2 separate regions of the Mus musculus genome follow, and region 2 is linked to region 1. A link is a contact called in public Hi-C data. All regions are on one chromosome and are shown on one strand. The core of a region is the stretch at or near the end of the contact, and the rest is flanking DNA. Distances in the headings are between cores, read along the strand shown. Region 1 holds the start of Tpbg (trophoblast glycoprotein). Region 2 has its middle 56 kb from the start of Tpbg.

The links. Hi-C and Micro-C count contacts between places; a contact is called where the count stands out from the background.
Region 2: a Hi-C map of embryonic stem cells shows a contact between it and region 1, with 2.3 times the contacts expected there. The contact joins the enhancer-like site here to the promoter of Tpbg in region 1. A contact is called at or near these places in 4 of 484 Hi-C or Micro-C datasets (cortical neurons, embryonic stem cells and nephron progenitors), 3 of 115 datasets of contacts at active chromatin or transcription factors (all in embryonic stem cells) and 2 of 9 other capture datasets (adipose tissue and pancreatic islet).

What each region holds. Positions count from the first base shown.
Region 1 is chr9:85,841,355-85,844,257 of GRCm38.p6, forward strand. It overlaps Tpbg (trophoblast glycoprotein), which reads left to right and starts at 1,498. Exons shown (of 2, transcript NM_001164792.1): 1 at 1,498-1,601; 2 at 2,297-2,903. The coding sequence starts at 2,626. LOC115487186 (a long non-coding RNA gene) reads right to left here and starts at 2,326. Exons shown (of 2, transcript XR_003948199.1): 1 at 2,244-2,326; 2 at 1-1,861.
Region 2 is chr9:85,897,210-85,900,112 of GRCm38.p6, forward strand. No RefSeq gene overlaps it. Among named protein-coding and RNA genes, the nearest start is that of Tpbg, 56 kb to the left of the region's middle. Within about 2 kb of position 1,437, at least 4 of the 459 cell types and tissues checked have an H3K27ac peak or open chromatin away from gene starts, as enhancers often do. A contact at or near this core is called in embryonic stem cells, where this site is marked.

The sequences.
Region 1 (2,903 bases), core at 248-2,747:
TACTTTACTACAAACGTAGGCAGTAAAATTGCCCTTTTCGGCGTACAGTCTTACGAGTTTTAGCACGTGTATGGGTTTACATAACCATCGTCATGATTGCCATACATATGACTTCAGCTTCTGAGTCGGTTTTTTTTTCCCCTCAAAGCTTTTCACATTTATACTGCAAAACACTTTTAAAAATAAGAGAAAGGGATTTAGATAAATGTGCTGAAGATGCAAATTAATGAAACTGTCTTTTTGCACAAATCTCTGCAGTCTCCAGGCTCTGCAGCTTTTTTTCCTGGGCCATTTTGGCTGGTGTTTCTGTGGACTATCTTTCCACAGAAAGAAACAGCCATAGACTCAGAATTGGACCGCCACAGTCATGATGCATGTTGTGGGGAACAATCCCCGGCTTCCTTAACTTGATACTTTTATTATACTGGGTCTTCTTTTTCCCAGCCTTATCTCTCCTATCGTTTCTCTCTCTAAAATGAAATAGTCTGTAATCACCCACACCTTTTAACTTGGGGAAAATTTGACTGAGGAAAAGCAGATAAGACTTTTTGAGAGAGCAATGAGAGGGCGTTCGGGACTCCAACTCTCTCCAGACTTAATGACATTGGTCCTATAAGCATTCCAGTCGTTTCCCTAATCCATCATCCGGCGCCTGCCAGCGCCCCCTGGGAGACAGACTTTGGGACAAACTTCTTTCCCAGGTCAGCCCGCCCACCTCCCGCCGCGAGCGCTCCCTGCGTAAGTGACTTGTGCTGACACAACGCACCGCATCTGGTGTAGGGAGCTTTCCGGGTGACTCACGTCTTTGCAATTTGCTTTTGTTTCTGGGGTGTTTTAGCTGCAATTTTCTTCCCTCTGGTTTTAATTTTGAGAGGAGGGGGGAAAAAACCACCCATAATGAATCAAGAATGAGTGTCCTTTCCAGTAACCCTCCCCCACTTTAAAGTTGACTGTCTTTACAAGTTTGATAACTACCCTAGACGTGCGGGGGCGGCACAGGTAGGAAGGCATTAACTAACTACCTCATAAACTGAAGTTGCCAGCCAAACCGAGCCACGAGAGAGGAGACTTTCTGAATCTCCCTCACAACCCAGGCGTTTGCCGCGGCGGATGTAACCTGTGCAGCTCCTTCTTCTACTGCTGCTTTGCTCACGCTTAAATCCCTCTCCTCACTGCCAGCGGTGCCAGAAGCAGCGTGAATTCCAAGAGGTCCACCAGCGGTTTTGTTTCTGTCCGAGGTAAATACGCTATGCAAAATACGGAACCACCAAAGGATGCCGGGGAGGGGGAACAGAAGGGGAATCCCTCACCTTCTCGGGATGCGTTGCTCATTTATCTCCGCCTAGGGGAGTCGCCCAGCCTAGGTTGCCCCTCGTATCCCTCCCTGAAGCCCCTACCTGGGGCAGCAGAGGTGGCCAGCGCGGCGGCGATCTCTCCTGCAGCCCTGGCCCTCCCCCGCCCCCCGGCTTGGTTTTTCCCAGCCGTGGAGGTTGGGCCAGGGGCTGGGGTTGAGAGGAGAGTCGGCGCCCGCAGCAGGAGCTGGGAAGGCGCGTGGACTCGGGTGGCCCTCGGAGTTGGCTTTGCAGGCGCGGGGTGCGGAGGTGAGCAGTGGGGACCGAGCGGCCAGGTTTGGAGCCTGGAGGCGGGACCAGGGTTCCTTTCTATACTAGGGCGTGAAGAGAGCCGGGGGGGGGGGGGTCCTGGCTGCCACACCGCCCACGGTCCCACGGCCGCTTTGTTGGCGGGTTCCCTCCGTTTTTCTGGAGATGTCTGGATCCTCTCGGGATCGGGGAGCTGGGTGGCCAGGAACTGGGGAGTCGAGAGTAGGCGACAGCTGTACGGCTCTGCTCCCCTTTTCACACTAATCCAAGGAGGTACCAAAAAAAAAAAAAAGCTCTTAAGAGTCCCGTAACCCGAAACTTCGCTCTCATCCCAAGGTGGGAGGGGGAGGAGCGGCGGGGGCGGGGACCCCGGAAGGCAGGTGGTCGGCCGGGGCGGTAGGAGCTGGGATCCGGAAAAAGGAGAAGTTTGCTCGCTGGACACCGCGGGGTCTGCGTGAAGTTCTAGGCGGGAGGAGGGCAATCCGGGCAGGAGCCAGGCGGGAGGTGGCCCGGGTCCTGATGGTGTGGGCCCGGAAGAGGTAGGCTTAGCGCCTGGGAGTGGGGACCGCGTCCCACTAGGGAGGAAGGACGCACACAGAAGCTTGGGCCGGGTTGCTAGTGTGGGGACTACTTGGTTCGTACTCGGGGAGCTGCGGCCGTCACTCCTCCTCACGCTTCTCTCCCGCTTGTCCCAGGTCGCTCATCCGATCCTGCCCTGAGAGAGGCGCCAACAAAGGAGTTGAGGAGGTGCCACCCACCCCAGCTGCGGCGGGAGGAGGAGCGCCAAGGCCCGTGTCCCGACCCGCCGTGCGTACTCACTGGAGGGAAGGGCGGGGTGCCGCTCCGGGAGGGGGACGCCCGGTGGCTCGGGGTTAGCCAAGTTCCAGCTTTTGGCGTCCCCTCCTCTGCTCCCACGCGAGGAAAGTTTGCCGTCGACGCTTGCGGCCGGCTCGCGCCCGCCGGGCCCAGGCGGTCGAGTCTTCGGAGCGGGCGCTGTCCCAGCTCCGGGGAACCGCGAGCCGCGATGCCTGGGGCGGGCTCCCGGGGCCCCTCCGCCGGGGACGGACGGCTGAGGTTGGCAAGGCTGGCGCTAGTGCTGCTGGGTTGGGTCTCCGCGTCGGCCCCCAGCTCTTCGGTACCCTCGTCTTCCACCTCCCCGGCAGCCTTCCTGGCCTCGGGGTCTGCGCAGCCTCCGCCAGCCGAGAGATGCCCCGCGGCGTGCGAGTGCTCCGAGGCGGCGCGCACGGTTAAGTGCGTGAACCGCAACCTGCTGGAGGTGCCGGCGGATCTACCGCCTTACGT
Region 2 (2,903 bases), core at 187-2,686, 56 kb after region 1:
AGATGACAGAAAAAAATGACTTGAGTATGATTTTTCTTGTCCATGCAAATGAAGGTACAGGGAGTATCACAGTCTATTTATAACAGGGACTTCTAAGTGCCTGGCTTCAGCTGAGCTCGCTGACATTCTCCATCCAGATTTGTGTAAACACAAAGCTGTATTTCATTTTCTTTCTGAGGTTTCACAATGAAGTTGAAAAGTACTGATTCATGATCATTACATTGTAGATGTGTGTGTATATACACACACATATATCATATACATATATATTTAAAAGGCCTGAATCAAAGGCTTTATATCGCCTTCTGTTCAGAACTTTCTGATAAGTATTTCTCTAACTTAAATGTATATGAGAATCCCTCTTTCTCTCTCTCTCTTTGTGTGTGTGTATATTGTATGTGTGTGTGTGTGTGTGTGTGTGCACATGCATGCTTAAATACAGATTGAAGAATAAGCAAAGTTATCTTTCATGGGGCATTAGTACAGTGCCTCCATTTTTAGGGCTAGTGACTAGGAGCAGCATCAGGGAACCTACTTGAATATCTCAAATGTCATATGTCTATAAATATGTTGCCTGTTATGTTTCATAGTTGTGTGACTTACTACGTGGCTGTTATTCCACACCTGTAACAAACAAACAAAGAAACAAAGAGAAAGATCAATCAATCAATCAATCAACCAATCAACCAAATGCCACCTGAAGGACTGGCCCCACTGCCATAATGCTGGGACTTGCTGCCTGGAAAGCCCTTGTCTCAAATATTAGGCATGAGTATAGAGACAACAGGTGGATTCCACATTTTCTCTTGACGGAGCCCATAGCTATTTCACAGCAAGCATGGGCTCCACTGTCACTGGTTCCCTCTTCTCAGGATACACACTAGTGAACCCTGAGTATTGTTTTTTTTTTTTCTTTGCAGAGATGGAGGTGAGTGATACTTCTCAGAATTGCATAGCTCCTCTCCTGGGGACAGGTCCTTTAGGCTCATTTTAATTCTTACTCTTTCTAAAAACCTGCTGCGAAAAGGGACCTGCTCACACTTGCAGTCTGACCAGAGGAATCAGGCTTAGGTTTAGCAGGACGGAAGCATTTTTATACCATCCATTAGTTTGCTTAGTCCTCTCATGTGGTTCCCTGAACTCTTTGGTAGGCCCAGGTACCTCCGGATTTGATCTTTGACAGCCTTGAGCTTCTGTTCAGCCCCAGAGGATGTGGTGTGGGTAATTCTTGTTGGGAGAACGCTCCTCAAGCCTGTTGCGCACTTCAGTACCCCACCTGCAGATTGTACTCAGAAGAGGAAAGCCATCCAAAGGCTTGCTAGTGACAAAGGGAAGCTTCTCACAAATGAAATGGAAAAAGGATCAACCATCGACTCCTGTTGCGAGTCAAACACAGTGGAAACCAAGTTGCCGTCAGTTCTAGCTTGACAGACCCTCCTTCTTAACAGACAAGAGCACCTCCAGCAATGATCAGGGAAGGTATGGAGGGAAAGTGACCCTGGACTCATTAAGAACAGTTCCCTGTAATTATGAAGATTTTACCTTCAGATGTTAAAATGGTTGCTCATTTTTCTTGGTCTCTAACATAGTTTGGCTCCAAATCCTAAAACAAAAATAGGAGATGCAATTTGAGGTTTTATGGTTGCAGATAAAAATCCCTCTGTACAGCAGCAGCGGTCGCCATCTTGGTCCGAGACCCGCCGAACTTAGGAAATTAGTCTGAACAGGTGAGAGGGTGCGCCAGAGAACCTGACAGCTTCTGGAACAGGCAGAAGCACAGAGGGGCTGAGGCAGCACCCTGTGTGGGCCGGGGACAGCCGGCCACCTTCCGGACCGGAGGACAGGTGCCCGCCCGGCTGGGGAGGCGACCTAAGCCACAGCAGCAGCGGTCGCCATCTTGGTCCGGGACCCGCCGAACTTAGGAAATTAGTCTGAACAGGTGAGAGGGTGCGCCAGAGAACCTGACAGCTTCTGGAACAGGCGGAAGCACAGAGGCGCTGAGGCAGCACCCTTTGTGGGCCGGGGACAGCCAGCCACCGTCCGGACTGGAGGACAGGTGCCCGCCCGGCTGGGGAGGCGGCCTAAGCCACAGCAGCAGCGGTCGCCATCTTGGTCCGAGACCCGCCGAACTTAGGAAATTAGTCTGAACAGGTGAGAGGGTGCGCCAGAGAACCTGACAGCTTCTGGAACAGGCAGAAGCACAGAGGCGCTGAGGCAGCACCCTGTGTGGGCCGGGGACAGCCGGCCACCTTCCGGACCGGAGGACAGGTGCCCACCCGGCTGGGGAGGCGGCCTAAGCCACAGCAGCAGCGGTCGCCATCTTGGTCCCGGGACTCCAAGGAACTTAGGAATTTAGTCTGCTTAGGTGAGAGTCTGTACCACCTGGGAACTGCCAAAGCAACACAGTGTCTGAGAAAGGTCCTGTTTTGGGCCTTCTTCTTCGGCCAGGAGGAGGTCCAAATACAAGATATCTGCGCACCTTCCCTGTAAGAGAGCTTGCCAGCAGAGAGTGCTCTGAGCACTGAAACTCAGAGGAGAGAATCTGTCTCCCAGGTCTGCTGATAGACGGTAACAGAATCACCAGAAGAACAATCTCTAAACAGAGTCAACTATAACTACTAACTCCAGAGATTACCAGATGGCGAAAGGTAAACGGAGGAATCTTACTAACAGGAACCAAGACCACTCACCATCACCAGAACCCAGCACACCCACTTCGCCCAGTCCAGGGAACCCCAACACACCTGAGAACCTAGACCTAGATTTAAAAGCATATCTCATGATGATGGTAGAGGACATCAAGAAGGACTTTAATAAATCACTTAAAGAAATACAGGAGAACACTGCTAAAGAGTTACAAGTCCTTAAAGAAAAACAGGAAAACACAATCAAACAGGTAGAAG